3 separate regions of the Mus musculus genome follow, and regions 2 and 3 are each linked to region 1. Evidence: chromatin contacts called from public HiChIP or PLAC-seq and promoter capture Hi-C data. All regions are on one chromosome and are shown on one strand. The core of a region is the stretch at or near the end of the contact, and the rest is flanking DNA. Distances in the headings are between cores, read along the strand shown. Region 1 holds the start of Plec (plectin). Region 2 holds the start of Zfp707 (zinc finger protein 707). Region 3 holds the start of Hgh1 (HGH1 homolog).

Region 1 (2,588 bases), core at 64-2,563:
TTTCCACCCGCCACCGGTCTGTGTCTGTATGTTTGGAGTCTGCTGGGGCACCATGGCGACAGCCCATAAACCCGCCCCACGCACTGCTTTGTTGGCTGCCCGCCTGCCTCTGGCCAGCGCCTCCCACCGCAGGATCCCCCGCCTCCGCCCTATTTATAATCAGTTCCTGGGGTTGCAGTGCTTGGTGGGAATGGGTGTGTCCATTCAGGGAGAGCCTTAATGGCATGGGGGGTTTGGTGCGGCACCACAGGGAGAGTTGGAGTATTGGGTGGTGGCACCCAGCACAGGCTACATGCGTGTGGGACCCTCGGTTGTGAGGGCCCAGCAGAGGTGACAGCTGTGCTAGGCAGCCCTTAGGGCATGAGCTCAGTCCTCTTCCTTTCACTTCAGTTCCTGCTGGTGTCCTCGTGTCCTCTCCACAGCACCTGCCCCTCCGGCCACAAGTGGACACTCAGGCTGCCTGGGGGTAGGGAATTTTTGGATGTCAGGGCCACCAAGCCTGGGGTGTTAGGGACTTGGTGACTTTGATTCCCTATGGCAGCTGGGAGTCCCTGGCGTCCAACAGCTGCACTGAAGGTGTGGGAGGAAAGAGGCCTCACCCAGAGCTCTCTTCAGAGGTCTTGGACTGGAAAGTGGCTTTGTTTCTGGACCCACCCTAATCTAGCCTGTCGTGGAAGTGTTACGTTCCATGGTCATCTGGTGAGAGGGGCACAGTACTGTCCCTTTCCTTTTCTGATGGACAGCGGCAGTGGTGCCTGCCGCCAACTGTCTGTGCGTCCTGGCAGCTCCTCCCACTCTTCTCCTTCAGGTCTCTGGCCACCACCACACCCCAGATTCTTCTCCATACCCTAATCTTCCTCCCTTGGATTCTTTTAGTTTTCTACTTTGCGCAACCCCTCCTTTAGATAGCTATGGACAGATGATACCTCACCTCACCCTGAGATCACAGTGAGGGGGTGCTGTCCTTATGAGGACCCTCCTGCTCTCTCTGCTCCCTGTTTTCTGCCCATCTGTTCTCTTCTGAGGGGGGCGGGGTTGATTCTTGATCCATATTACACTCCGTCCTGCCTTCACACAGTCTTGAGAACCTTGAACAAGTGTTTTAGAAACACATGTAATTTCTGACATTGGAGCTATGTGGCCCGGGTGGGGAGGGGCAGTTTATTGGTGCCCCCCACTCTTCAAGGGGCCCCCGCCAGTAGTGGGTGGGAGGGACCGGCCCTGCTGCTGAGTCAGAGGGGGCCGGCCCAGGCGTCCTGGAGGGCGGGCAGGCGGGAGGCTCAGACAGGCAGCCTTGCCGGCGCAGGAATTCACAGAGCAAGGCTCTGGAGCCGCACTGCCCCTGAGCCTGCGCCCTTGTGCTTAGAACCGGAGCCTGCCTGCCTGTTTGCCAGTGGCCCCTGCTGCATCTTGTGCCAAAGGAGCTTCATCAGCCTCCTGGCTGTGCCCCACCTGCTGTCCTCACCCTGTGCTGACCGGCAGGCTTCCAGCAGCCATGGTGGCTGGCATGCTCATGCCGCTGGACCGGCTACGGGCCATCTATGAGGTGCTCTTCCGTGAGGGGGTGATGGTTGCCAAGAAGGACCGGCGACCCCGCAGCCTGCATCCCCATGTGCCCGGCGTCACCAATCTACAGGTCATGCGTGCCATGGCTTCACTGAAAGCTCGGGGCCTGGTGCGGGAGACCTTTGCCTGGTGCCACTTCTACTGGTACCTGACCAACGAGGGCATTGACCACCTACGCCAGTACTTACACCTGCCACCGGAGATTGTACCTGCCTCTCTGCAGCGTGTGCGCCGCCCTGTCGCCATGGTGATACCTGCACGTCGTCGCTCCCCCCATGTGCAGACCATGCAAGGTCCCCTAGGCTGCCCACCAAAGAGGGGGCCTCTGCCAGCTGAGGACCCTGCCCGTGAGGAGCGGCAGGTCTATCGCAGGAAGGAGCGTGAGGAGGGGGCACCTGAAACCCCTGTGGTGTCTGCCACCACCGTGGGGACCCTGGCCAGACCAGGTCCGGAGCCTGCCCCAGCCACAGGTCAGCTGAATTTTGGCTCCAGGCCGTGAGGGATGGGAAGTGACTGTAGGTGTTTTTGGTGTTGGGACTTAGGTCTGGTGGGCTCTGGGGGGCAGTACATTGTGTGTATGGTTCTGTTCATATCAGCAGGTGGCGCCCTTTCTGCTGGAGGGTGATGGGTGTTCTAGCCAGTGGACCCACGTGGCTTGTGCTCCTCTGGGTAAATCCTGGTGAGGGCGGGGCCTGAACGCCCCAAGACTGGCAGGACCAGCTGTTGGCATAGTCGTGTTTGTACCCCTCTCAGGCACTGTCCTTGCCCTTGCCCCCACCTCCTTCCCCCACCCTTTAGGGGCCCCTCTTTTCAGAAGTGGGCGTGTAGAGAAGATCTGCTGGCATGAGACTGACTCAGGCAAACCGCTTGTCCACTGAGGCTTGAGTCTGTCTTCCCCTATGGCCAAGTGGCTAAGATTCTGTATTACATGAGCAGTACTGAGGGCCCCCATGACTGGGTGCTTGGCCTGCTGGGAGTTGGCCATGATCTGGAGGTGGAGCGGCTCTAGATGAGATGGGAAG
Region 2 (2,588 bases), core at 50-2,549, 240 kb after region 1:
CAAATTACTTGATTGCGTCAAGTTGAGAAATTAACCATTACACCAACTTTGACGAAAAAGCTATGTCAAAGACCGTTTGGGATAGTTAAAAAGCAAGCCAAACAAAACAACATTTAATGAAACCAACAAGAGAGTTTCTGATTCTAAAAGGGAGTTAGAAAGATTAAAGAAAGATTAAAAGGCAAGCAACAGAGAAAGAATTTCCAAATCGTTTTCTGCCAAAGAACTAGTATCTAGAATCACTTCTAAAAATTAACATAGAAAGAGATAACTTTTTTTTTTTTTGGGGGGGGGGGTTGAGACAGGGTTTCTCTGTGTAGCCCTGGCTGTCCTGGAACTCACTCTGTAGACCAGGCTGGCCTCGAACTCAGAAATCCGCCTGCCTCTGCCTCCCAAGTGCTGGGATTAAAGGCGTGCACCACCACTGCCCAGCTAAGAGATAACATTTTAAAAGAGAGAGAGAAAAAAAAAAAACCTAACTAATCTTAACACTCAGGTGACAGAGGCAAAGGGGTCAGCACAAGTTGAGGCCAGTCAGGCTATAAATTATTTTAACAGCTATCACAAAAGTTGCGCCTAGAGGCATTCAACCTTGTGACATTGCGACATAACTAACCAACCACCTACACTGTGCTGATATGCATTCTTATCTATACTCGACTAGCAAGGCTGCAAATTGGGACACACCTGGAAGACCCGAAGCTCGGGAAACACAGGTCTGGGTAGTGACTGCCAACCACAAACTCTGCATGATAAAACCAGAATATATATTTCTCATCTGAACACCAGAACTGGTGCCACAAGCCTGGCTGGACTTCAAGGCCGGAGAGCAGGGAGTGTGGGAAACACTAAAACAGAAAGTTGTAGTCCTGGAAAGCAGGAGCAGACAGACCCAGACTGAGACCCTAGGACCGCCGGAGCGCGGTACCTGCCAGAAGCAGGAAACCCGAGCGCCCGTGCCAAGGGGACCCAGGTGGGCGCGGGGCCAGGGATTGGGGGTAGAGGGTCCGAGCTCACCGGAGGAGCATCGCCGTTAGCTCGCTCGGGAAGAGCGCTGCCCCGTCGGAAGCAGCGCTCTCGTCGAGCTTCGCCGAGAGCAGCAGCTGCAGCAAGACGCCGGCGCATCTGAAGGCCGCGGGGGATGCCGGGGGTAGGGTCGGCTTCAGCGCAAGCGCAGTGGCGCGGAGCAGAGCAACCCAAAGCAGCACCACCGTCGGATTCCCCAGCTCCTGCACCTTTAAACGTCAACTCCCGTGCGCGCCGCACTGACTTCAACTCTCCAGCGGAAATACGCCAATCAGAAGCGTCTTCCGGCTACTTAAAGGGCGGGGCCAGATAAAAGGGCGGAAGTGTGCGCGAGCCCGCCCCCAGGGGCCCAGCCCTTCCGTTGATATGGGTGGTCTGTGGGTTTTTTTTCGTGTGTTCCTGAGCCCACTGGAAGGAGGTGTTTGTTTTGATGGGCTTGGGGGACAAGGTTTCACTGTGTTGCCCTGGCTATTCTGGAACTCTCTTTGTAGACCATGTTGGCTTCAAATCAGAAATGTCCATGCCCCAGAGAACCTATCTCCAGTTCTCAAGCAGCCAGAACCATCAACATTCTTTGTTTGGAATTTGTCCTATGGCTGTCTAAACTGATGTTTGCCAGTTTGCTTCATGTTAGTGGCATGGGTCAGGATTTCCTACTTTGTTCATTGGGGTCACTGGACCCTTAGGCCACTGTGATGCCAAATTTAATTTGAAAGATGCAAACTTATTTGTAATTCTAATTCTAGTTTAGGCAGCCTTCGTCCCACCATAAGATAGCTGAGCAGATGGAAAGGAAGATACGTCCTTTCCCCTCTGAGCAAGATGGCTGGGGGATGTTACCAAGTTGACACCACTTTCACGTGAAGTTATCAGCAGACAAGCTACAATTAATATTGTTACAACTGGTCATGGAGCTCATGGGAAGTCCACCGTGGTGAAGGTTATTTCTGGAGTTCACACTGTCAGATTCAAAAATGAGCTAGAAAGAAACATTACCATCAAGCTTGGACATGCTCATGCTAAGACTTATAAACTTTGATGACTCAAGTTGTCCTAGACCAGATCATGTGGAAGCAGTACACCAGATAAGTTTCCTACATACATTCTGGGGGCCAAAGGGAACTTCAAATTAGTCAGACATGTTTCCTTTGTTGACTGTCCTGGCCATGATATTTTGATGGCTACGATGCTGAACAGTGCAGTAGAGATGGATGCAGCTCTTCTGTTGATAGCTAGTAATGAATCATGCCCTTGGCCCGAACACCTGACTGCTGTAGAAATCACGAAACTCAAGCATATTTTGATCTTACAGAATAAAATTGATCTGGTAAAAGAAAGTCAGGCTAAGGAACAATATGAGCAAAATCTCGCATTTGTGCAAGGAACGATAGCAGAAAGGGGCACCAATTATTCCAATTTCTGCTCAACTGAAGTATAATATTGAAGTTGTCTGTGAGTATATAGTGAAGAAAATACCAGTGGCCCCAAGAGACTTTACTTCAGAGCCCCATCTCATTGTTATCAGTCCATCTGATGTCAACAAACCTGGCTGTGAAGTCGAT
Region 3 (2,588 bases), core at 25-2,524, 160 kb before region 1:
ACAGGCAGCTCTAGGAGTGAGGGTGGGAGACTATTGGTCCCTGTGCTGAACACCCAAGCCCTGCTCTGCCTGGGTGAGCCTTGTGTGTGTCTGTAACGACCCCCTCCTTAAAGGCTGCCGGACTGAGGGACTCCAGACCTGCACACCTCTCCATCTCCCTCTTGTAGTCTTCCCTCTAGCACCAGACAGCCCTGAGGCAACCACCCAAGTCACTCACGGTCCATTTCTTCCTCGGAAAACTCTTCAGGCCCAGCCAAGGGCAGTAGCAAAAAGGGGAGAATGTCGACTTGGGCCCCAAGTAACCACTTGTGATGTCCTGGAGGTGCGGACAAGGAAGGAGATCAGAATAATGGTCCGTTGGGTTCCCTAGGGTCCAATCCCCACCTTGGCAATGGCACCACCCCCTCCTTGTCACTCACGATGCTCAAAACAGCAATTCCGAAGTGTTCCCACCACCCCGCCCCTGCGCACCGAAGAATCTGTGTACTGGGTAAGAGGCAGCAGCCGTTGGACCACGCACCTGTTGAAAGAAGATATTCACTGCTGTCCTTGTTCACTTCCACTTCCCCACCTTCCCGCCCGCGCAGGCGACTGGGTTTCACCTGTCTGGGTCCAGGAGAAAAGCACGCACCTCCGCCTGCTGGCTAAGGTTGGAGAGCAGCGGCCCCAGGTAATGCAGGGGTGCGGCCGCGTTGTAGCTCGGCGTGCACAGCGCGTTGACAAGTCGCTCCAGACCCAACCGCTCCGGCTCAGCGGCCATCAGCTTCTCCATTAACGCAGCACACGGAGCCGGCTCGCGACTCAGGTTGGCCAGCACTGCAGCCGCCTCTTCAGCCCAGGGCCACTGAGGGTCCAACACGCAGCGCAGCAGGCGGGCGGGCAGCTCCGGGTCAGCCGCCAGCAGCTGCCAGTGCACATTGGGATCAGCAGCCAAGTTCACGAGCGCGCGGGAGGCATCGCGGGAAGGAGCTGGGGCCGGGGCCACCGCAAGGTCGACCAAGGCCCGCAACAACTCTGGCTGTCCGGCCAACAGCGTGCGGCCCGAGCCCGCACCAGTCAGCGCCAGCACGTGCTGCGCCGCGGCCGCCTGCAGGTCGGCTCGCGCTCCGAGCACCAGGAAGGGCAGCAGTTCCACCGCCTCCGTGTCCGCGCCAGCCTCCTGCTCTAGCAACCCTCGCTCACCAGAGAACCCCGAACCTACTCCCGGTCCCCGCATGCCGCCAGCAGTCTCAGTCACTTCTCGTGCCGGGGCCACCGCCGGAAAAGCGGAAGTCGTTAAAACCCTTCCGAGGCTGAGAACCTGGCTGAAGGGGGCGGGGCCGGTTTCAGCGCGAGGCATTGTGGGCCACAGTATTAGGCACCCCTTAAGCTGGTGCAGATGCACCCTCCCCCCCTTCCCATCATCATCACCACCACCACCAGATCCTTGCAAGGACTTTTCCGGCTGCCTATTGCGTGTTTGCTTTGCCAGGAGTCAGAACCACGCGACCAGCACGCATAATTTGAAGCGAAGCTCGGCAGCCGGTGATCCTGGTGTCCAGAGTGTTTGCTGCCACCTTTTAAACCTGGTTTCAGACATCCAGGAACCGGAGGGTGCAGGACTCTGCGATGAAAAGGCAGCTTTGGATCAGTCTCTGACTTTGCAGAGGGGCTAAATTTTTTTTTCTAGTGCATTTGTTAGGTCCTCTTCAGTGACAGAAGTCTGAGTCAAGCAGGCTTGGGCAAAGGGAACTAATAAATGAATCTATAGTTTGCAGGTTTGGGGGCACCTGGTGACAGACGCCCCTGCCAGCTCTTTAGAGCACTGTTCGGTTTCTGTCTTCCATACCTCGCTGCGTTTCTTTGCTTCTCAGTGGCTCCATATTACCTTCCACCGGCACATTTGTTAGCACAGATGGGAGGACACTGGCCTTCTTAGCTACGTAATCCCTAGCAGAAGATAATTTCAGTACTAGGATCTGTTCTGGGAAAGTATCCCATTTGGTGCTTCTTGTGCCTGTATTAGCAATTAGCTGCCTGGGGTCCTTGCTCTCTCAAATTAGAAATCTTGAGTTAGGGGTTTTTCCAGGGCTGGTCCTTGTCAGGTTTTTGTAGGAGATAGCCAGGAACCGCCACGGTTCCAGATCCTATGCAACCTTAGATACTGACTGGGATCCTTCCGGCTACAATGGCAAAGTGGTTAGGTCTGTGTAGGGCCAACTGTCCAGATTTCCCAGCTGTTGACAGCAGCTAGTGAGTTTCTAAGAAAAGGCTCCCTTGCCTCTGTTTTGTTTTGTTTTGGAGACAGTGCTGGCTGTCCTGGAACTCACTCTGTAGACCAGGCTGGCCTCAAACTCAGAAATCCACCTGCCTCTGCCTCCCAAGTGGTAGGACCAAAGGCGTGCGCCACCACTGCCCGGCTCCTTATCTTTTTATAAACGTGTCACTGTCTAATCTCACAACTGAGGAGGCTGAGGCAGGAAGGTCAGTGTAAGTTTGAGGCCAGCCTGAGCTATAAAATGAGCTGGTCTCAAAAGATTTTTCTCTTAAACAAAGTTAACTTTGTTAACTTGACACAAAATAGTCACCTAGAAAGGGAAGCTCAGTGA

The links. HiChIP or PLAC-seq counts read pairs in DNA pulled down with a chosen protein or histone mark. Capture Hi-C pulls out chosen DNA fragments and counts their contacts.
Region 2: a promoter capture Hi-C map of pancreatic islet shows a contact between it and region 1. The contact joins the promoter of Zfp707 here to the promoter of Plec in region 1. A contact is called at or near these places in 4 of 39 promoter capture datasets (cranial neural crest, hippocampal neurons, liver and 1 more), 2 of 115 datasets of contacts at active chromatin or transcription factors (bone marrow-derived macrophages and pancreatic cancer cells) and 2 of 9 other capture datasets (liver and pancreatic islet).
Region 3: an H3K4me3 HiChIP or PLAC-seq map of embryonic stem cells shows a contact between it and region 1, with 21 read pairs. The contact joins the promoter of Hgh1 here to the promoter of Plec in region 1. A contact is called at or near these places in 7 of 39 promoter capture datasets (the HPC-7 cell line, cranial neural crest, embryonic stem cells and 3 more), 1 of 15 datasets of contacts at CTCF or cohesin (the NIH/3T3 cell line), 2 of 484 Hi-C or Micro-C datasets (the G1E-ER4 cell line and forebrain), 12 of 115 datasets of contacts at active chromatin or transcription factors (the SCID.adh cell line, astrocytes, bone marrow-derived macrophages and 8 more) and 4 of 9 other capture datasets (adipose tissue, liver, macrophages and 1 more).

What each region holds. Positions count from the first base shown.
Region 1 is chr15:76,205,046-76,207,633 of GRCm38.p6, reverse strand. It overlaps Plec (plectin), which reads left to right and starts at 1,313. Exons shown (of 33, transcript NM_001163540.1): 1 at 1,313-2,036. The coding sequence starts at 1,496.
Region 2 is chr15:75,967,834-75,970,421 of GRCm38.p6, reverse strand. It overlaps Zfp707 (zinc finger protein 707), which reads right to left and starts at 1,299. Exons shown (of 4, transcript NM_001347040.2): 1 at 1,018-1,299. The coding sequence starts at 1,125. It also overlaps the pseudogene Eif2s3x-ps1.
Region 3 is chr15:76,367,584-76,370,171 of GRCm38.p6, reverse strand. It overlaps Hgh1 (HGH1 homolog), which reads right to left and starts at 1,274. Exons shown (of 6, transcript NM_021555.2): 1 at 603-1,274; 2 at 420-520; 3 at 218-316; 4 at 1-10. The coding sequence starts at 1,216.